Linked DNA regions of Triticum aestivum: region 2 is linked to region 1. The links are chromatin contacts, called in public Hi-C maps. All regions are on one chromosome and are shown on one strand. Each heading gives the region's core, a stretch centred on a gene start, on an enhancer-like site or on the middle of the called end of the contact. The rest is flanking DNA. Distances are from core to core; before and after follow the strand shown. Region 1 has its middle 57 kb from the start of LOC123078742. Region 2 holds the start of LOC123078742 (mitogen-activated protein kinase 8).

The links. Hi-C and Micro-C count contacts between places; a contact is called where the count stands out from the background.
Region 2: a Hi-C map of leaf shows a contact between it and region 1, with 4 times the contacts expected there. The contact joins the promoter of LOC123078742 here to the enhancer-like site in region 1. A contact is called at or near these places in 2 of 5 Hi-C or Micro-C datasets (both in leaf).

Annotation. Positions count from the first base shown.
Region 1 is chr3D:338,669,047-338,675,972 of IWGSC CS RefSeq v2.1, reverse strand. No RefSeq gene overlaps it. Among protein-coding and RNA genes, the nearest start is that of LOC123078742, 57 kb to the left of the region's middle. Within about 2 kb of position 1,807, at least 3 of the 8 cell types and tissues checked have an H3K27ac peak or open chromatin away from gene starts, as enhancers often do. A contact at or near this core is called in leaf, where this site is marked.
Region 2 is chr3D:338,727,347-338,734,272 of IWGSC CS RefSeq v2.1, reverse strand. LOC123078742 (mitogen-activated protein kinase 8) reads right to left here and starts at 4,437. Exons shown (of 11, transcript XM_044501345.1): 1 at 4,027-4,437; 2 at 2,186-2,594; 3 at 1,351-1,478; 4 at 1,175-1,234; 5 at 520-669; 6 at 283-438; 7 at 1-194. The coding sequence starts at 4,065.

The sequences.
Region 1 (6,926 bases), core at 558-3,057:
ACCCGAACAATTTAGTTTTAATATTTGAAAACTTTTGCTGTTTTGCCTATTTTTGAATTTGAATTTCAAATCAGTTTTGAACTAACGCGAGATTAACAACAGTAACCGTGGTGACGTGGCATCGTTAACGTGGGATTACTGTAGCCTAATTATCCGGGCGTCACACGACGACACGCTCTGAGTGAGCGACGACGGGATGGCGGAGAGGATTGCCTGATCCTGGGCCACCCACACGTGATAAGCCGGATGAGACGGCGGCGGGCACGGGATGGAGCCGTCAACTTACCCCTCCAAGTAGCGGCTTCGGAGAAGAGGCAGCACCTGAGCCCGCCAAGACAAGTAATTGCCCGGCGTGAGCTTCACCGGAAGGAGGTGCGAGAAGTAAAACGGCGATGGTGCCGCAGCATGATTCACATGAGCCTGTGTCGGTGGCGCGTAGAGACCCATTGATGGATCCATCTCTGGGTGTGGGGCGATCGCCAGAGGTGCGCCATAGCCAGGCACAACACCAGCGTATGGCGGCGACGGGTAGGCGCCAGGAGTAGCTAGGACATCACCGGTAGTCGCGACCGGAGCCCCAGGTGACGTAGGAGGCGCAGCCCCGTAGGGCAGTGAAGGCGGCGGTGCCGCATAGGGTTGAGGGCGCGACGGCGCCACGTAGGGTTGCGAGGGCGGCACACCATAGGGAGGCGCCGGCCAGGCAGACGGCGGCGGTGGCATGGCACCATAGGCCGATGCAGGGGCGCCATACCACGGAGCACCGTAGGCCGACGCCGAGACGCCGTACGGGTGCGGAGCGCCGTAGATCGATGCAGGAACGGCGTCATATGCGGGCGCAGGACCACGGTAGGGTGGCGGCGTAGCGGCGTTGGTCGAGGAAGACGGGCCGCCGGAGGAGACCGGCGGAGGCAGATCGCCCTGCCCACCCGATCCGATATGGGCACCTGGAGGGGCTCCTCCGGGGGGCTCGGCGTGCCACCAGGCCGCAGCTAGGGGCTGAGAGGCAAGCAAGGGCGATGAGGGGGCGACGGCAAAGGCCGGCGCATGGGCCGGCGCAGCGATCGCGGCGGGGGCAGTGGAAGACATCGTAACCCTAAACTGCTACCATGTAAGACGTATGTTTTGGGAAACTGCTCGACATCCTAAACAAGGTGTGGCTATCTCATTATATAGAAGTACCAAAGGATACAATACAAGGTGTATACAAAGTCTACGTATATACAGTCTAACACTACTATCATCTCGATGCAGTTGCTTTGTTGTTCTGCTTGCGTCGAGTACTCCGGCGGCTCGATCTTGGTTTCACCTAGTGCTATGCTCGGTGTCACTTTGCTCATGCTTGGTCGTTAGCGTGTTTTGATTGTATTTTTTCAGTTTTTGTCAAGTCTTTGGCCTTTGTATTCAACATCATTGTATTCTAGACAGTTGGTGGCTTCATTAATTTGAAATCGGGCATTCTTGCCTTTTCTCTAAAAGAAAAGGTTAAAACGGCATAGATCTTCACCAACCTTGCCCGCTCGTGTTCGTGTTCCAGGAAGCAAAACCCAGCTTGTGTTGAGTATGTTGGGCTCTGACTGAGTTGTTTTGGGCAACTAGCCGGGTAGGGGAGTGGAGTGCATCCGGTTTCTCCGAGTCCGAACCCAGCTCCCGTACATGTCACATGTGCGCGCGGGAACCGGACAAATTGATCGGACGAGCCGTCGCTTTTACTCGAAAAGGCAACGTCGCCGTCCGCTGCCCCACCCGGGCCGTGCGTTCGCCGTCGGTTGGTTCGTCGTGACCCACGGCCCGGACACGAGCGCTTCTTCTTTTCTAAACGTTGCGCTCAGCGTTGATCCGCAGGCGACGCCACACGAGAAGGCGACGTACCGCGCGCTTGCTTGACCGCCGCGGTCGCTCCGGCAGGCACGGACGCCGTGAGCGCGAGGCGAAACCGACCGAGGGGCGTCTAGTCTATTGCAGCTAGATACAGCGAGGGAGCGAAGCCTGCAGAGGACGACCCGCGGCTTGGAAGGGGGTGCCACCCCCACTTGCACAAATTGGGGCAGACGGGCGAGCCATGCATGCGCTGCATCCAGCCATCCATCGCTTCGGGGGCTCCAAGTTCCATTTCATTTCGGTGCCTGGCTGCTCGTCGTCTTTCGGAGCGACAGGGACGACAGGCCGGAGCTGTCTCGGTGAAGCCAAGGCAGTGTCGGAGACTTGGCCGCGGCTCTACTCCGTCCAAACGCGAAACGGCAGCTGGTGTAGGCCAGTGACGGATAGAGTGCCGTCGCTTCTCTGCTGGAGTAGCTCTTGTTCTGATTTTACGTGAGTAAATTGTGCCGATGTGTGACTTCTCGCAAAGTCTCGAATGGCCGATTGCATGGAACAAGGCAGCAAAATTTAACCAGCCACCAGGCGGTTTACGGGGTGTTTCCAGAGATACTAGCAGGCTATACAATGTACATCAGTTAGTTTTTTAGATCGACAATGTACAGCGGTTTGTAAAGATAGTTCTTTTCATAGCTTTCCACATCATCTATGACGAGACATGTTATACAGGTATTCGAAAAATGCCTGCGAATGCCGGACTTGGCAAATTTGACCCCTCAAAACGGGCACTGCCTAGTCACACCTCAAATTTCTCTTCTCACAATCGGACACCTCAATTAGTATACCTCAAATTCATACAAACTCATGTAACTACGCAAACGATGCATTACACACATTGTCCGACTACTACATTAGGACATGTTATGGGACTACCAAAATTTCACATGTTTAACCTACATGCTAGATATGGAGAAAATCATCCGCGGCTGCCCTTGCCCTTCCCACCGCCCTTCTCGCGGAAGTAGCGGTCGTAGACGCAGTAGGGATTGAGCCGAATCTGCCCGTCGTCGTAGCTGTCTGACCCGACGTTGTCCTCCTTCTCCTCCTTGGGGGCAGTCCGACCATGGCATGGACCGCCGGATTCTGCTCTCGAGCGAGGTCGCGTGTATTTCCCCACTGCCGCTTCTTTACAATGCAGGCGCATATGGCTTCCTCCTCTGCGGTCGCCCGCACCGCCGCATCAGCCGCCTTCGCCGACCTCATCATCTCCTTCCCATGGCGGGCACACTGGTCTTGGTAGCACTCATACTTCGGCAGACCAGTGATGGGAAAAGGGAGATTGGTAGGCTCTCAGGAGGACCGTGATGATCCTGTCCCGGTGGATTTGAGCGCCCGATGTGCCGACGCAATCAACTCCCGCCGATCAGAGCCCGTCGTAGGTCGGGTGTTGTCCTCCCGGGAGCGGCGGAGTGCAATGCGGACGACCATTGCCTCCTCCAACCCGCATGGGACGACACCCCAGTCGACAGATCTGGACTGGCCAGAGTCAGGTCCGCTGCCACCATAGTGGAGATCGCCGGACGGGAGCTTGGGTGGCAGAGTGGAGTGGAGTGGAGTGGCTAGGATTTAGTCCGAGGAGGGGATAGGGATGAATATATGTGGGTCCGGTGGGCTAGCGTGGGCCTGGTCCGACGTGGTAGCCACGCCCGGTCGCGCCCGGGCCTCCCCAGATCTGCCCCATATTTGGATTGTATATAGGGGTGCCAGTCAGCCTAGACGTTTGAGGCCGGTTTTAGGCACCCATCTGGGTCGGTTTTTTCTGACCAGTCACTGACCAGTCACTGACCAGTCCGTCCGCCTGAGTGTATGAGAGGGTTTGCGACGCCCGGCTGTAGATACTCTTATATTAGAGAAACTACAGTTTTGTAAAGCTATGATTTTTATTAGACCCAAACACCAAAAAGTATTTTTTAAGACTATGGTATCAAGAAAACTCAAAGAAAATCATCCAAATACGTTAAGTAATTCCAGTGAAATCTTTTGTATACAATTGTAGCATGTTTTACCCCAATGCAATTTACTAACACATATAATGTGACTTGTTTATGTATTTAATAATAAAGTATGCATTTCTTCCCGCAAAAGAGTCTGAATTTTGATTTACTTAATTAACATAGATACTAGCATTGCCCGCATGTGCGGACCGAGCGAAAATTGGTTCTATATAGCGAACCACCCTTGATAGGTTGAGTTCAAGAACAACAAGCACCAATGCAATTGTTGAACAACACATGTGCAAGATAGACACACAAAACCTCAATGGAGATAAAATCAGTGTGCGTTAATTTTCTCAAGCACCAAACAAGTGCTGCATATGGCATTTTTGTCGACTTTATTCCGGGAGTAAGCCACACCATCAAGCTCTTGACTCATAGTCAGCTCCAAACACTAGATCATTTTGTAGAGACCTTACGCATTCATGCAATTCAATAATTGCAGGAACAGGTGGAATTTTCTCTTCAATAATGCAACTTGCGCAAAGCACTCTTAGACTAACGTACTACTTAAAGTAGTCCCAATAATTCCAATATGATAATGGACAATGTATTTAACCCAAGAGACCCCATGCATGCCTATGTCAGTGATGCTTGGATATGTTGATCTAATGGAGTTGTTGGCCTATGTTACTTTCAAAATCGTCGTTTGATATTTAAAGCATTGATATAGCCTAGCAATGTTTTGAGCTCTTTGTTGGTAGAGCCTTGCAACCTTGCAATGGCATGGTGCAGCCTGCAGTGAGATGCATCATGTGCTACAGTGGGTGCGTGTATGCAACTGCAGAACAACGTGAAGGGTCCAAGAGGAGGCCAAATTTCGTGTTTTGACCCTTTTGACAAACAAAATCGGGATCTGACCTCACTTTGAATTTTTTTTGACATCTGACCCTTTTGCTACCGCCAAAGGACTCAGCGGTAGGTTCACGCAGGCTACCTCCAGGGCTTCCGGCGGTGGCATGGACGGGACGGCCCACTGCCGTTAGCTAACGGCCAGCGCAACACCCTACCACCGCAGGTCTTGGTGGTAGGTTGAGTTACCCTACCGCCGCAGGTCTGTGGGTTTAGGTTTTTACAAGTTTTATTGATTGTTTGTTTTGTCACAAGTTTCACATAGTTTCACAAATAGCAAAATATGAGCTCACATATTAATAAAGGTTCCACATAGCAAATATCAAATAGTTTACACATAGATTCATATGTAGGAAATAGCAAATAGCAAATAGCAAATAGTTTGACAACCCCTACTAACACATAGATGCATATGCATAAGGCATGTTTATAGGGCGGGTAAACCTCCCCCCTCGTATGTTAGGCCTGGCTGTGGAGACAGATACGACAGCGGATCCACCGGTTCAGGCGGAGGCGGAACGCTAGTCGGCATCCGACCGTTCAAGCACTCCCACCTTGCCTTGCCAGCTGGAGTTTTCGCCTCCGCCCTTCCCCAGCTGATGATATCGAACGCCGATGCACTTGGGGGCGGCATTCTGGCTCTCTCCTCCGCATTGCTCTCGAAGTAGATCCTCCGGCCCAAATTGCGCAGCTCCCAGTTGGAGTGTTGCTTGGCAACTTCAATAGTCTTTTCCCGGCGTTCACGGGAGATAGTTGGATCTCCCTCCATATCTGCAGTCACTCTCTTCCACTCCTTCACACTCAACGACCAACACTTCACATCGTCGGCGATCCGTTCTGCCCTCTCGTGCCACCGCACTGCCCTCGTCGCCTCTAGGAACTCGTCTGAAAAAGCTCCCACCAGCTGCAGAAGCTCGGGGAAGGAATCGTACACGTACGGAAGTGGCAAGGCGGACGGGTCGTGTTGGAGATGAATGGGTGATGGTTGCACCACTGTTGCAGACCTAAACATATGGATGAATAACAAAAGTTCATCATTAACTAAATAAAATACATATATCAAGATGGGTCAAATGCAATATCATATCATATCATATTTACTCCACTACTTGCATCATATAAATTTTGCTTACTCCGATATTCATCATATCATAAATTTTGTTAACATTGCAATCTAAACCTAAACCTAAACCTAGGATTCATCAACCTAAACGTAGGGTTCATCAACTAGGGAGGGTTCCTCATATGGTCAGAAAAACTAAACCTAGGGTTCATCAACTAGGTTCATCACATTGCAATCATCTAGGTTCATTATATTAACTAGGGTTCATCATATCAACTAGGGTTCCTCATGATTTTGAACATGAACATGAACCTTTTTTAGGCTATAAGAAAGCGGATTGATTTGACTCAAACTAATTGGGGATGGGAGGAGCTTGCCTTCCTCTTTCCAAAGCCTTCTCGATCCGCAAAATCCATGAATCAACCAAGAAAATCGGAGGGGGGAAGTGGAGGAGATGAGAAAATGGCGAGAGGAAGAAGAAGGCGGTTGGGTGGGTGGGGATAAGGGGTTGGGGTGGAGTGGGCGGGGCGGTTGGGTTTATAAATGCCCAAACCCTACCGCCATAGGGCGGGGCGGTAGGAGAACACAACCTACCGCCATAGGGCGCGGCGGTAGGGCGGGAGCATGTGTTAAGTTTCTGTGACCGAAAAAGCGAACAGCTCAGCGGTAGGGTTGCACACCCTACCGCCAACAGCCCTGGCGGTAGGGTGTGCAACCCTACCGCTGAGCTGTTCGCTTTTTTGGTCACATGAGGGGGGCATGGGGGGGAGGCACCCTACCGCCGGGTGTCATGGCGGTAGGCTGTACAGACCTACCGCCTTAGTGTCTGGCGGTAGGGTGGCCCAGTGTGCATTTTTTGCACCTCCTAACTTCTCTTGTCTTCAATTTTTGGCAGACAACATTTAAACAACATATGTATGATATATGAAGCACACACCACAAATTTATAAATAAGATTGGTTGGATACATAGCAAATAGACATTCATAAAGGTTTTCACCAAGTTATACATAGCAAATTAACGAAACAGTTTCACGAGCAAATTCATATGGTTCAGGAAGAAAATATGCAAGTTTTTAGTTCAACGACACGGCAGCAACTTCAGTCCTTCCTTCCCCTCTTTGACGTTCGGTCCTCGTTATC
Region 2 (6,926 bases), core at 3,188-5,687, 56 kb before region 1:
GTTTTTTCAGTTCCATTCATGTAATCCTTGAGAAGTTGAGGATGATACTCCAATATCTCACGGAATATAAGTTCCTTTACGTCCTCTTTTGTCACCTTTTTCCGTTCAAACTCAAACTCAAATTTCGATATTGGCTGGCAGGATGGTTCTCTCTCTACCTTCCCAAGGCCTTTAAAATATGGATCAGCTAACGCCTGATTATGATGTGCACATAAACATTGTTAGATAACAGAGTTTTTAACACCTGTTTTTGAATCTTAAGTTTTATCTAGAAACACTTGCCTCTTCTGCCGTTGGTCTATCCTTGGGGTCAAATGCTAAAAGCCGCTGCATAAGTTTGAGTGCAGCAGGATCTGCTTTGGGGAACCTCTCAGAAAAACATACCGGTTGTTTTTTCCTCATACTACTCAAGTACCTCCTTGCCTTCTCATTCCGGATCTGTAGTTGCAAAGGGATTAGGATGCTTGACATTTATGGATACCTTACTTTGGATCATGAATCATGAATGGAAAAGCGTACCCTGGAAACAGTATCCAGTGACGGCGTACCCAAGAGATCAGTCATTAAATCCAACTGGTGAACTACATTTTTACCAGGAAACAAAGGTTTCCCAGTTAAAATCTCCGCAAAAATGCAACCAATACTCCATATGTCAATAGCTGGTGAATACTGCATAGAACAACCAATTTAGCATCCTGAATTCAACATCAGAGCCTTTTAAGGAGTGAAAGATCAGGTATTAATGATAACTACTCCCTCCATCCCATAATATAAGAGCGTTTTTGACACTACACTGGGACGGAGGGAGTAGCATATACTCCGTAGTTGTGAAAACAGTAGGCTCTAGAAGGGTTTGCATTGTCATTTTATTAGCAAGACCAGCTGACTACGTAGAATCTAGTAGTCATATGAACCTTGAATTTGGTCTCATTTCATCTATATATATATATATATATATGTACAGCACAGCTGTAGACTACATGGAACACCATAGTGAAACCTTGTATAGGTTGTGAGTTGTGACACTGATTTATCTTCTTTTATTACTATGTGCGCAAGAATAATGTGGTATTAAACAGCGTAGCCTGCCCAGCAATTGCATGAGGCATGTTTATGTGGACAGTAGCGCACAAGATATCCTAGCAAACACAACAGAGATGTGCAGACTAGTTACCTTAGTAAAGAAAGATCCACAAAGCTCAGGAGCCCTATACCATCTAGTAGCAACATAATCCTGCAAACAATGATGAATAGAAGATAAAAATTAAGTGCCAAAAGACTACCTTTGAATACAAATCTAATTTGGCAAATAACACAGGATGTGATTCTAGTCTACCAAAATTTACATACCGTCCAAAATACAGTCGTGGGAGTGTCATTGAATGCCACTCGTGCTAGCCCAAAATCACATATTTTGAGTTTACAGTTAGCATTTGCCAATATATTCTTTGGCTTCAAATCACGATGATAAACATTAGCTGCAATCATATAAATATTGGTCAGGTCACAGACAATGGTAAATGAACATGCATTTTAAATTGGAAATGGATGATTTTTGAAGCTGATAATGTTAGTAGCTCAACAATGGATAGTGGAAAATAATCATGATGACATTAAAGGTAAATACAAAGAAGTGTACATTTCGCAACAAAAAGCATGAAACAAAGTGGGAGATATTTTTCAGGTCAATGAAAGGCCAAATATCAAAATCATCAGAAGACAAATGATCAACAAGAACATAACTAATGTGGGACAAAGGACAATTTTCTCTAAAATATGGCGGCCATGGTTATTGGGTTAGCACTTGGTTAAAAAAGGCGCGCCTAAGGCGGGTGCTTAAGCACGCCTAGGCTCTAGGCGATAGCAAAATGCCTAGCGCTTAATTGTGGTTAATGTGCGTATAGTTGCGCTTAAGTGTATGGTTTGCTCAGAAAAGCACAAGGCGGTTGCAAAACGCACAATTAACGCCTAGTGCCTTTTTAACTTTGGCACTAGAGTGAATTTTATGTGTGAGTGCATTTCTCCAAATTGTGTATGCTCCACATGGAGCGGAGCAAAGCATCAGCAGCGAACTACAGATAGGGTATGGATAAAATACCTACTCCTGGATATTCAAAAAAGATTATAGGACGACAATAGAGAACTGCATACTAACTCAGATCTCAATTTGAAAAAAGTAGCATACCGGTATGAATATATTTCAGTGCACGAAGCATCTGATAGAGAAAGAACTGATGGTGTTCTTTGGTTAAGTCATCATTGGCCTTGATGACTTGGTGGAGGTCTGTATCCATCAGCTCAAAGACGACATAAATATCCTTGAAATCCCTCCTTGACGGAGGCAACATTATATGCCTGATCTCAACTATATCAGGATGTCTCAATAGGCGGAGTAATTTGATCTCACGGAGGATCCGAGCAGCATCAGATAAATGCTCAAAGATATTGTGTATTTTCTTGATTGCCACCTTGTCGCCAGTATGTTGGTCAATAGCTGAACAAACGACACCGTAACTCCCTTTACCGATGACTTCCTGAATTTTGTATCTATTAGCATCGCCATATTCACTGAAGAAGTCCATCTCCGATGAACCCTGAGAGAAGTGGAAAAAAACAGAGTTAATACTGCGCAATGGAGAACCTTTCCACAACTGAAACAAAAGACACGCATACAGAAAAGAAGGCCCAATTTACTGAGTAATATCTGCCTCAAGCATTGAGCTCAATGTCAGATGGCCCAGCCTGCCAGCAAATAAACTTAGTAAAGGACCAGAAAAGGTTCGGCTCATCCTTTGGATAAACCCCAGGTGATAATACATACTAGCCACATAGGCTCTCAATGAAACAACTTAAAGGACAAAAAGAAGTTAAACCCAGGTTTTCCACCGCCCAAAAAAATTCCTCAATACAACAGTCAAATTTTGTATAAAGGCCACTTCATACCGAACAGACCACTGAAACAGCAGACTTGTAATCTGCATCCAACTGACTCACAGAGTTGTATACAGCACAAAAAGTTGGATTCCGTAAGCTTCTGGATCACGGTGCGCAAAGACGGTAGCTACAACTCCCTGTCCGATGCAAAACTCCTTGGCCTCCAGCAATGAGGAAAACAGCGCTTATCGAGCACAAAGGGCCCAAGAATGACTATTTAAGGATGTGTTCTTGGGCATAAAACCATCTATATCAATATCAATATGCCTTCCAAGTGGGCACAGAATATGACAACCTAACCTAATCCACTGAGACAATTAAGATGATTGGCTATAACTTTTTGCAAGAAAAAAGACGGTAAGAAGACCACAGATTTGGGTTGAGTTGAGATAAACATATCTACTCAGCGAATCTAATACCGCATTTGCGTTTGTGGCACCTCTTAGGTTGCATCTGAATCACCCTTTTTTTTTCTTTCCCCTGGTGTAGATTACAGGAGTTGAAAAGGCCTCAGTAATCCTTTACGAAGCAACGAGTACTCAACTACTAGCATGGAATGGAAAAGTTAGAAAAGAATACCATTTCCTTTATAGAGGGACAATGCAAGAAAAGACGCAGCCCAACCGCAGAAGAAGATTTCAGGAAAGCACCCACTAGGGAAATCCAACAGAGAACCTTGTGTTAATAATTGAGGTGAATTGTGATCCAGAGACAGGAGTGAAAAGGATCCCTTTTTCGCGATAAGAAATGGAAGAAAATAATTCAGCTGGACTGCGAAGCTGAAATCAACAACCTCAACTTATACGGAAGGAAGGAATTGTCGACGGAAGGAGAAGAGAAGTTGCAGGACACCAATGGCAAGAGATAATTCTGACGGGCGTGCGCGGCGGAACCCCCCGGATCCCACGAGCCCAGTGCCCCCTCCTCATCAAATCAAAAAGAAAAAAGAATCCTCCCCCGAGGCGAGGTAGGTTCATCCAACCCGCCGGACGAACCGACCGATCTCGAAGCGCCAACAACCCACACGGGCACCGAAAGGCAGCCAACCACCCCGCAACAAACAGCAACCCCTGGCGTGGCGCACGGTCTCACCTTCCTCCGCTGCTGCTGCTGGTGCTGGTCCGGCTGCATCGCTCACCGCCGCTGGTCCGCCGGCGAATCAAGCCGCATTTGTCACCGCCGGCACGCGCGCGCGAGGGAGAGATCTCTGTCTGTCCCCGGGCCGGTGTGGCGGGTCGGGCGGATCGACGATGAAACGAGGGAGCGCAACCCCAACCCCAACCTGAACCGGAACGCTCGTGTCTTGTGGCCCGGCTCGCTGCGACTGAGCAACTCGCGGGCGAAGGGGGTGTGAGTTGTTGTGGCGTTGGTTTCGTCCTGTGGCCCGGTGGGGGTGGGGCAACGCAAAGGGCAAACCCAAACACAAGGAGCTCCGTGCCTCCTCCTCCTCCTCGTCTCGTCTCGTCTCGTTCGTCTGGTGCGAGCGATCGGGTTCGTTCGGGGAACCACTGACGGGCGGGCGGGCGTTAAAAAGAAGTGCTTGCTTGTTTTCTTTCTTTTGACAGCCGCGCGGCGGTGGGTCACCATGTGATTGACGATGTGGATGATTTTATGGAGATCCGTTCCGCTCCGGTTGAGTTTGGAGCGGCGTGGCGTGGTGGCCAGGCATGCGTTTTTCTGGCTTGGCCGGCGCGAAGACGGCGACCGGCAAAACCACCTCTCTTTTTTTTTTTTACTAATAACACACTTTTGTTCAGCTTGCGTGCTTATTTTGTGGCGACTTGCATCAGTCACATGGCCAGCCACGCCAATATGGGGATGTGCGTGGAACGCAAGTTATTTTTATCTCAACCCAACGGCTTTTCCGCACCTTTTTCTATCCCAACGGAGTACAGCAGTAAAAACGAGTAGCGGCTCGGTTCGCGTGGGAAGTTTCGTGCGCTGAGCCGAGCCGTGATATGATAAGATACCGCAATTATCTTATCGGTTGGTGGATCTGGATTTCTTCCATCTCATCTCAACAGTATTCATAGCAGCAGGATAAGGTCTCACCGACATACGTACATGACGCCAAATAACCTAATCGGATCTCGCATGTGCTGTGGTGTTAATCACCCATCTTCTTTTCCTTTCTTCATTTCCTACCCATGTGATCGTCTTTTTATGTGAGGGAATCATGAACAGCATCAGCTCATCCCTCGCCTACTAAAATGCTTCGAATTTATTCAACTTTATCCACTGTCAACCAGGTCGAAATGTTCCTGCCTACTACTCTCTACTACCTCCTTTTGGGTTTACTAGTCCACATAGTATTTCCGGTCAAACTTCGACCACATGTTTGGCTAGTAAGATGTTAATGCATGTCACAACAAATTATAGTGTTGGATTCTTCTTTGAATGTACTACATCCGTCCTGATTTATTAATCCCCTTTATATTTTGTCCCGAACGTAGATGTAACTATAAAATATAAGTTGTATGTCATTAAATTTTATTGTTTGATTCATATTTGAAAGAGGTTTCCAATGATACTATTTTTGTGGTATATAACTTACATTTTGATAGCTAAATCAATTGTCCAAGTTGTCCAAAAATACAATGGGAACTAATAAATCCGGACGGATGTAGTAGTTTGAAATGAACTTATATATTTTACTAATAATAGTTAAATGTATGGTCAATATGACTCATGATATGAGGGGACTAATCATCCCGGATAAAGGTAGTACTCCCTCCGTCTCAAAATGTAAGATGTTTTTCCATACTACCAGAATGCGAAAAAACGTCCTACATTTTAGGACAGAGGGAATACTAGATAAGATTCAAATCACCATGAAGTTTCATTTCGAAGTACGGAAATATCACTACCATACCAACAGTACGTGTTAAATTCCCTGGAGTACTTTATTTATCTCTCCAAGTATTAGGTCTCGTTGCTGCTCAACAACTCCAATTGACGTCCCAGCTAATTTACGTACCGAAATTGCTGCACGTACGACGCTTGGATATACGATTTTGTACGATTCCTGATCGGGTGGTGGGCAGCGGCTTGCTCTGACAGTGCCGTATGAAAATCGTATGGAAATAATCGTACGCATAGCAATGCTCTTTACGTACCATGCACGACATCATCTGAGTTATTATTGCATCATATAATAATGCATAACTAGCTGGACACGGATTTGATGAGCATGGTTTCACGCGTGCCCTTATGAATAGTATATTTTAAAAATACTAGAATAAATAAATCTGTTTTTTAATATATATAGTCAATTGGTGTACTCGCGTATGAAGTTTCACAAAGAAATCACATCGGCGATAATCTGGGCAATGACAAAACCAAAACTATAATAAAAAATACCGTTTCATGAATATTATGGCCCCAGTTGTACTTTCTTCACTAAGAATATCATGTGTGTCAATACATCACCAAACTTCACATGTGAGTAAAATGGTTGACTAAGTTTCATACCCTAAAATTTCAGAATTTTTAAACTTCTCTTATTTTTTTACTCCTACTTTGTGGTGGGTTGCCTCGCGAGGAGGTTGAGGATGAACTAGTACAGCGGATGAGCTGCCTCGGGAGAGCTCAGGATCAGACTAGGGATCGGAGGTTTCGACCCCTCTCTACGGTGGAGACTAGCCTATACTTATAGTGGCCTTGGCCCTCTTCCCTCATAGCTTAGGCGGGAAGGGATACCGCAGCGGCCAATTTTGAAGGGGGGCAGGAGTACACCCTATCCTGACTAAAGGTGGTCTTCGCCTGCAAAGCTTCTGGTCGTGACGCAGCTGTGGGCTCGGTGATGACCTCCGTCCTGCCGAGCCCGTGGTCTTGGTCTTGTTGCACCGGAATGGAAACCTTTGGGAATTCCTCGGAAACTCGTGCTTGTCCTTGCCTCCTTAGCACAGAAGTAGAAACTGTCCTGGCCTGCGCCCGCTGGCACCCTCCTGGCCTTGGTCGTCATGGCTCACGTCACCGCGAGCCTCACGAGG